Linked DNA regions of Rattus norvegicus: region 1 is linked to region 2. Evidence: chromatin contacts called from public Hi-C data. All regions are on one chromosome and are shown on one strand. Each heading gives the region's core, a stretch centred on a gene start, on an enhancer-like site or on the middle of the called end of the contact. The rest is flanking DNA. Distances are from core to core; before and after follow the strand shown. Region 1 overlaps Ifih1 (interferon induced with helicase C domain 1). Region 2 overlaps Tank (TRAF family member-associated NFKB activator).

The links. Hi-C and Micro-C count contacts between places; a contact is called where the count stands out from the background.
Region 1: a Hi-C map of frontal cortex shows a contact between it and region 2, with 4 times the contacts expected there. The contact joins two enhancer-like sites.

What each region holds. Positions count from the first base shown.
Region 1 is chr3:67,665,324-67,669,768 of GRCr8, forward strand. All of the region lies in intron 3 of Ifih1 (interferon induced with helicase C domain 1), which reads right to left. Among named protein-coding and RNA genes, the nearest start is that of Ifih1, 16 kb to the right of the region's middle. Within about 2 kb of position 1,993, at least 11 of the 93 cell types and tissues checked have an H3K27ac peak or open chromatin away from gene starts, as enhancers often do.
Region 2 is chr3:66,598,820-66,603,056 of GRCr8, forward strand. Tank (TRAF family member-associated NFKB activator) reads left to right here. Exons shown (of 8, transcript NM_001164073.2): 8 at 1-45. Among named protein-coding and RNA genes, the nearest start is that of Psmd14, 62 kb to the right of the region's middle. Within about 2 kb of position 2,477, at least 51 of the 93 cell types and tissues checked have an H3K27ac peak or open chromatin away from gene starts, as enhancers often do.

The DNA of each region.
Region 1 (4,445 bases), core at 743-3,242, 1.1 Mb after region 2:
CTTTGTTTAAAGTGCACGCAAGCCCCAGCTTCTCCTCACAAAAGGCAATGTAATTTCCCAAGCAGCCCTTTTTTGTGCAATATTATTTGTTCTTTCTTAGAATAGATTCATTAAAGAAAAGAAATCTAATAATAAAGAAAATAGTCTATCTCCAGCGGCACTGAAAGTTCCTTCCCTGCAGGTTTTCTCTTTGAAATCGATTTAAGAAAATGTGCGTGCACGTGTGCATATATACCTCCAGAAAAGCAATACCAAGAAATTGTTGATGCATTTCTTTTACAACAACAAACCATGTTTCGAGTCTATGTAGCAAAAGTGAATTGCTACAACTGATTTACTTATGATCCTCCTGTTTTTGTCTTTGACGTTTCCAAGGCAGGTCAGTCTGGAAGGTTCTAAGATTCAAAGCAATGCACTTTTCCTCTTAGAGAAGACATGCAAAGCAGAGGTTGGAGGCACGGCTTTCCTGTGAAGTGATCCGGTGCTTTGGAGACCAGGGATGCCTCCCAGATCTGAACTCAGCCACTGCTCACAGGTGGCTTGTTTCCATTTAAAATTACAGATAGTCGCTTCTACAGTTTTACATTTTATTGTAATGGTGATCCTGTTAAACCAGGGACAAGATTTTTGAAGGGAAATAAATTTAATAAACTCTTGTAGATTTGTATCATATATTGGAATCACAGTGTTCAATGGGCTTAATTGACTTTTACATATGTCATTTTCTTCTAAGGGAGTGATCAAAGCCAACTAGGAAATAAATTTGAAAATGGCAGGCATGTCTATTAATATAGTTGTCTATATGGAATTAATTGGGGCCAGAGGAAAAAATCATACTTGTTCAATTAGGAGATAGATGGATTTTCAAAATAAGAAAAAATAAAGAATAATAACTTCACAAGTAAGATAAAAACAACAGCTTTGCTTACAATGACAGTAATCTCTAAGAGAGGCTGTAAAATCATGTGTGGGGGCAAAAAAAAATCTCTTCATTTTGGAAACACGTTTTTGAATATTTTGGTAATAGTAAAAAATATTACTGGAATCTTAGAAATTTCGTATTTTTTAATGTGTTATAGACCTTACATACTTTTAAAACATTTTAAAAATCGTTTAGAAACCAAAAAAATTCACAATAAAATATTGAAAGCAAAGATGGGGAGGTGGGAGGGTTGGCGAGTTTAGATTCATTTTAATGCAACGTCTGCCCTCTGCTGGAATATACTAGTATAGCAGGCAATGAACAAATAATACTGTGTTTCCTATAAGGCTCCCTTAAGTAAAACGCAACTTCTTTTCCCTCAGGTAGACTTTCTCCTAGTCTAGAAACTTTTCACGCTGCGGACTCTATCTTTTCCTTCTTGCAGCAATCCATCACAGCTTCTCTCTGTGGTGAAAAGTGGGTTTACATGCGGCAGGAAACAGCGGCAGCGAAAAGGATTTCCCTGTACCTCGGTGAAGAACATATATGCTCTGTTCTGTTCTCCCTGGAGCTGGTGGGGACAGGGTCTACACCTCACTGAATTCCATCTCTCAGAGAAGTCATACTTTTCTCTTACTGTGACCTTGCCTTACACTTGAACATCATACCTATCTTTCCTCGAGTTTCATAATGCTCTTGCCGGGGTTGGGGATTTAGCTCAGTGGTAGTGCGCTTGCCTAGCAAGCGCAAGGGCCTGGGTTCGGTCCCCAGCTCCGAAAAAAAGAAAAAGGAAGAAAAAGAAAAAAAAACATAATGCTCTTGCCACAGATTAACCCAAGAGCTTGAAGCACGTCCTTGTGTTGGCACAGACACAAGGCTGCGTGGACCCCTTAAACGGGCTTACTTTCATACTGCTAATAATACATATTTCCTTTTCTTTAGGAATAACAATCTTTTCTTTGAGAGGAAATAGATTACTTTTATTTTCAGCTCTATGTATATGGATCTACACACACGCTCACATTTTGGTCTGTCATAGTTCGCTCTGTGTGCCAGGGAACATGTGTTCCTGCAGAATGGAGAGAAGCCACCTCCACCCACCTTGCATATTCTATCCTGGATCCAAGCTTCTAGGAAATGAGTTCCCCAAAGAGAAAAAGAAAATCTCTCTTAGAGCCACAGGCCCACATGGCCATTCGTGGAGCTCCTCTGCTCCTGTTTATAGGTGTATGTGTGTTTGCGTAAGTGCGTGCATGCATGTGTGTATGTATGTGCGTGTGTAAGCGCACTCATGTGTGCGTGTGTGCGTGTGTGCATGTGCACATGTGTGCACATGTGTGCATGCGCATGTATGTGTGTGCTGAAATATGTCAGCTAGAATTAAATATGAGTCATGCATAACGATGTTGGCTTAACGTTTATCATCTCTGCCTGCTATCCTTTGCTCCAGGGGCCAAACACAGAAAGAACGTTATTAAAATATAGGGTTGTAAAAGTGACTACACCTACCAGGAGAACTTACCCCCTAACTTAATGATGAAGGTAGAATGTTCTAGACATTCACAATTCTAGACCTTGATAACCACACTAGAAGTCCTGTCATTAACAGCAGCCATGGACTGTAAGAAAGAAGAAGATGACTTGGAAACTTTAAATTCATAGATGCCTGCTGGAAAGGCTGAAGGACCTAAGCGATCCTAACCAGACCGGAGGGAAGTGCAAGCGCAGATATCACTAAGGGTGCCCAGGTAATGCTCAATGACAGGTTCTTGCCGGGGCTTAAAATGACTGCCAACTTCCAAGGTACACATCTTCTCATCATGAGCAATGCCAAGCTGCCAGCGTGATGCCCTGGGGTAATTTCTTACATGCACTGTGATGGTATTTCATGAATATCCAGACAATGAAATATTAATTTAAGGGAGTTTTAATTTTCGTTTTGTTTTGTTTGTTCTCCTTGGGCAACAGCAGGAAAAATCTCTAAGACACATTAGTTCTCTTCGGTCTTAGAGGTCTTAATGTGTATTTCTGTCCCCAGTCACCCTCTTACATCACATTTCTGACACACTTCAAGCTTTCTTATAACTTCCTTTAGTGGTGACGTTCACTCAGCCTGAAATGTTATCAGTCACATCTGTTCACAAAACCACCAGAAGGCAGCCGTCCATGGCTCAGACGAATGTCTGTCCTTCCCGCCTAGCTAAGGTTCTTTGGGGTAACCTTCCTTCTTTCTCAAGTCTGCCTCCAAACCCTTTAACACCTAGATTTGGGGCTTTTCTTTCCTTTCTATTGATTTTCCTTGACTTGGTTACTGTTTGTCTTTGAGAGCTTGTGATACATATTTTCCTATCCAGAGCATATCATATTAAGATATGAACAAAATGGTTTGGTGTGCCCTGACCAACTCAATTCTCTCTTGCCACTAGTCTGGCTTTCAGTCCTTCTTCACAACTCAAGGTAGAGAAGGTAAGTTCTGATAATCAAACCAAAATTTGAGACCATCGCTTTGTGATGATCCTGCTCAAAGAGTTGTTTGAAGTTATAAAATAAACCCAATCTATATTAATTTCGCTGTAGACATGCACTACTCAGTTTTCTTACTGATAAAAATACCCGTGGCATTATCGCCCAACTCTGGATGACTGGCTGATAGCCCTTTTAGAACAGCTGTGCAGCTGTGAGTCACAGAACACGCTCGGTTAGAAAAGAAGGAACATAAAATCCTTCATAAGCATTAATCCCAGCATACTCCTCCCTTTCCCTCCCCCTCTCTTCAAATTACTATCTACCCTTAAATGGCCCCTGCAGTACTGCAAACCCAGTGAATGGTAACTGAATTTAAGAAAATATGAAGGATGGACCACATAATATGAGCCAACTCTGAAACGGTAATATACTGCTCCAGTCATGGTCTTCCTTTAGCTTCAAATGTTGTGGCATTTATTTCTAGGTTTCTAAAAAATTGCTAGATTTTTCTACAGGCTAGGGATAAGAAGCGCTATTCGGATCCTTAAGTGCAAGGATAAATTTCGTGACACTTTCACAGAAATAAGTATAGACTGAGCCTAAGATTGGACTTTTGGTCTATGAAAAGGAACAACAAAAACAAAAACAGAAAACAAAAAACAGAAAACAAAAAACAAAACAAAACAACAACTACCAAAAAAGTGCTGTGACAGATTGGGCCAGGGAGAAAGAGCCTGTTTTATAAAGGTCAATTTTTAAACCCCTCCTACAGAACATGATCTATGCAAAATATCTTCACAATATATTCCAAAGCATAATGTCACCGGATAAACCTAAGGAGCTGAACATATGGGGGAATGAAAAAGAAGGTATTACAGTCTGAAAACAAGCAGGTTGGTGAGCTCATTAGCTGGGGTGGAATTTTAAAATCTTCACGTGAACGAATATATAAATCAAAATATACACACGCGTGCTGGGTCATGCGCACTGTATATTCACACATGGCACGCTAGTTACATTATCATTTTCCACACTGGAGCAGAGACATCCTCTCTTT
Region 2 (4,237 bases), core at 1,227-3,726:
TTGTTTCTGAGGTAAATAAATCACATTTGGGGAGGGTTCATAAAATTCATGTCTGATGGCATTTATTACACATTAATAGGTCACTTTAAATTTCAAAATGATCTTTCAAACTAAGCATTCTAATTTTTTTCCTTTTATTGGAAACAAATGTAAAAGCCTGTAAGGAGAATACATATTTATTAATTTAGATTAGAAACGTTCAAATTCTTGTGGAGAAATTTGCTATTCATTGTTAGCAGCCTGATTGATGGCCACTGGAGACGTCTTAGGAACCAAGTACGCAGTGCGGCAGAACTGTTTAAAATGAGACTTGCCTTCCTTTCTTCATGATTCTCTTCCCACTCCCCTCCGCCCCCAATTTTTAAACATGGTTGAGACACAGCTTCCATTTTATGAAATAAGCATTGACTTGTAGCTTTCAACAGAAAAGTAACTGTCCTTGAGCAGTGTCTCATACTGGAGGTTTAGCATGGGGGAATTCAAGCAGGCCTCTGTGCTCAGTGGAAGAATGAGAATGGTACCTCGATGTCTCAAGGTGCCGAGCACATCACATTGACATCTTCCTCACCAGGGTGACATCGTGATTATTAGGTATGCACTGTGAAGGGTTCTGAGGCATGTACATCTTTGCCATCAGGCTGAATGGAAATGCCTAGACAATTACCCAAAGACTCTCTTCTTCCTCCCAGCTTCCCCTCCACTACACACACACACACACACACACACACACACACACACACACACACACACACACACACGCTCAAACTCAAAACTTCCCAGTATGTGTACTAATCAGAATATACCCCACCGCCTATCAAAAGAAGGATTTTTTTCCTCTCCTTTTCTCACACGATTGACATCTTTACTGGCTTGCTGACAACCAAAAAGAACTCCATTCCAGAAAGTGACTCGAAGTGGCCCACTACCCTCTTCTGGAGCAACCGGTCCTCACCACTTTAGTAAGGTGGGAATTTAAGACTCCAGCAGTACCCCATGCTCCAACTTCTTAGGGCAGAGACCCAATTGGGCCGCCAGAGAGGGGCCTTCTGTCCTGCTCTGAAAGGTTGACAGGACCCCGCCACTCGAAAGGTATAGTGAACACCGGTCAGGTCTATCCCTCTACCCTATTACTGAGCGGGGTGCTGGGCTTCTGCTAAGCGTAACCGGGTAAGAACAGCTCCCAGGTAAGAAAGCTACGTGCGCAAAACGCTGAGTCTGGGAAAAAAAAAAAAAAAACCACCCCTGCCGAGGCGAGGCAGTTGTGAGCGGGATGCCTGAGAAGTGGGAGGTGAATGTCCTCGGGATGGCCCCCCCGGTGCAGCTTTCCCCGGAGGCTGAGGCTGCTGCCAGCGGGGACATCTGCTTTCTTACACTCCAGCCTGGCTCACCCCGCCCCCTCAGCCCCGGGTTGCGTGGTTATTTTACCAACACCGGGGGAGGGAGAACTTGAGGAGGTAGAAAAGGAATGGATGGAAGCTTAAAAGATTTTCTTCGCACCCCCCCCTCAGGTCCCCTCCTTTCTTCTTCACATCTTTTAACCTTCAAGGTAAAGACTTTATAAATATGAAACAATAAGGGAGTCTGCTGACTCGCAGGCCCGCCGTGGGCTGGCGAGGCTGCCGGGTGCCGGGCCTCGCGCTTCTCTCCATCCTCCCAAGTCTGGCCGCGGTTCGCTGGGTTAGGCTGGGCGCAGGGGCCGGCGGTGAGCGCTCATCCCGTGGCGCCTTCGCTCGCGGGCTGCTGCCTCGACAGCTGCTTGTAGCTACAGTAATTAGACTGTCAGTGCTTGTTAGAGGAGAGAGGGGAAAACACGCTTCTGACAGCAGATTCCGAGACTCCCCAGTTTGTTAATTTCTAAGAGATCTTTAAAGCATTAATTGAGGTCTCCCTAACTCTTCCCTCCCGTCCCTCTCCCCAACTTCTCCCATCCCAAAAATATCTTGAGGAGAAAATTCTCTCCGCGTGGAAGCAGTGTTTCCCGCAAAATTGCCAGCCCGCCCCTTGCTCACACACGCGCGCGCGCGCGCGCGCGCGCACACACACACACACACACACACACCCTAGTTTACATATGCATATATAGGCACACACGTATATGCAAGGTTAACTCGGAGGAGCACTCGTCCAAATAGGCACGGAGATTGCATTTAAAATGATAATAATAAATAAATAAATCAACTAGGAAGGAAGGGGGGAGGGAAGCAGAAGTCGGGAAGAAAAGAGAAAAGCAGCAGGCTGATTACGAGGTGTCAAAACTGCCAGGAGCAAGAAGGTGATAGCAATCAGGGGTGAGAAGAGTGCGGCATTCGTGCGGGGCAACTAATTATCCGTCTCATTTGAGAAGAGCAGCATTTGAGGCAGCAGCGTTCGCCTGCTGAACGGTGACAGATTGGCGCGGAGGAGAGGGGAGGTGTTAAAACAATGGAGCCGGGCGCGCGAGCGCTGCTGCATGCTAATCAGCCCTCCCTCCGCCTGCCTGCCGCGCTCCCTCCTTCCTCCCGCTCCCTCCTCCGCGCGTCGTCCTCCCGCCTGCGGCGCTCCCTCCTTTCCAGCGGGCCCGCCGCCGCCCGCTTCCCGCTCCCTGGCTTTCCCGCGCGTCCTCCCCGCCGCTGGCGAGCCGCACCCGGGTTGGCCGGCGGGCCGGCGAGCGATCGAGCGAGCTCAGCCCGCATGGGGCGCCCGGGACCCACGTTTGCAGCGCGCGCCCGCCCGCCAGGCCTGCCTGCGGGGAAGCGAACGCGCTGGGTGGCGGGGTAACCGAACCACGCCAGAGGCCCAGGGACAAACCCCGGAGTGGAAGAAAGAGCCAGAAAAACAAAGCCAGATCGGGCCGAGCCGGATCTTTCCCGCACAGGCTTCCAGCCTTGGTGCGAGCTGCCGAGCCACACTGGTTTGAGCTGTCGGCGTGGTCAAGCCCTCCCCCCCTCACAAACACCCCCACATGCCCCCAAAGGCTGCGGGCTGTAACCCTCGCATCCCTGCATCCCCGGCCCCGAGCACAACTGCGAGCGAGCGATTTAATAAACCAGAAAGGGCCTTACAATTAGTTGTACTCCCAACCCCTGACCTCCTGACCCCAAGACTAGGCTAATGAGCTTCTGTGACATATACCCCCGGGGAATACCACCTAAGACAGTAGCTGGTAAGACGAACGCCTTTTCAAAGCAGGTAACCTTCCCACGATCCGGGCACCCGAAGATGGGGGCCTGTGCATGGCTGGAGCCCTGTGTCCCTTCTTGACCAGGTGGCTCAGTGTTCTGGCCTGTGAGAAGTTGGACATGAACAGCAACACCAAAGAATGCATCATAAACTTAGTCTGGTCAAAAAAGTCTTCCATACCTGTTGAGGCTCGCTGGGGAGTCAGGGGAGGTTTCACAGCGAGTTGATGGTTGAGCAGAAAGACACTTAAACTACCATTTCATCAACCATTCTTAGGATAAAAGACGTTGATGTCCCTTCTCACTCTGAAGTGTCTTAGCCGGAACTCAGAAACAAAGACCTGCCTGAGAAGGCAGTTTTTCCTAAGACTCCTCAATATTAGCTAGCCAGGTGCCTAAATTAACATGATAAAACTTTCCTCTAACCATGGATGGTAAAAGAAATAGTTGCAAGATAACCTATGCAGTATGATTTTTTTTCTACCGACTTTAATCTTGGTATAACGACACAAACAAGTGCGTGGAGACTTACTGAGTACACAAGGGTTTCATTTCTATGATGGCCTTTCCCCTAAAGTTGCAATGTCTCTTAATAAAAGTACATAAATACATATAAAATCAAGTGGCGTGAGTGAATCGGTGTTTTTAGACTTTGATTCTAGTCATATGGAAAGCTGCACAAATGCTCAACGTAATTTTCCCGTTAGAATACGCCCAGGCATACCAATAAAGTAACGAATGCACGATTATTAGAATCTACTAAAATGCTGGAAAGCTTTAAAATTGAAAATTCCTGAAAGGACTTCTATAAAGTGTTTTGTGCTGGTAAACAGAAGTACTTTTGGTTTCTCTGGAAAACCACTGTGCAGCCCTCTGCCCTTAGCCTATCAGACTTTTCAATGCTATACTGTTAGCCTGCCTTGGGAAAAATCCCTGAATCTGTTAGAATAGGAATCCATCCACCAGCAAGGGGGGAGATTACATCCATTGATGTAAACCTGGGTTCAGCAATTCCATCGACATCGAGATTTATTTATTAACTATTTATCAGCCTTTTCTTTGTTAACTAGTTCTATGGA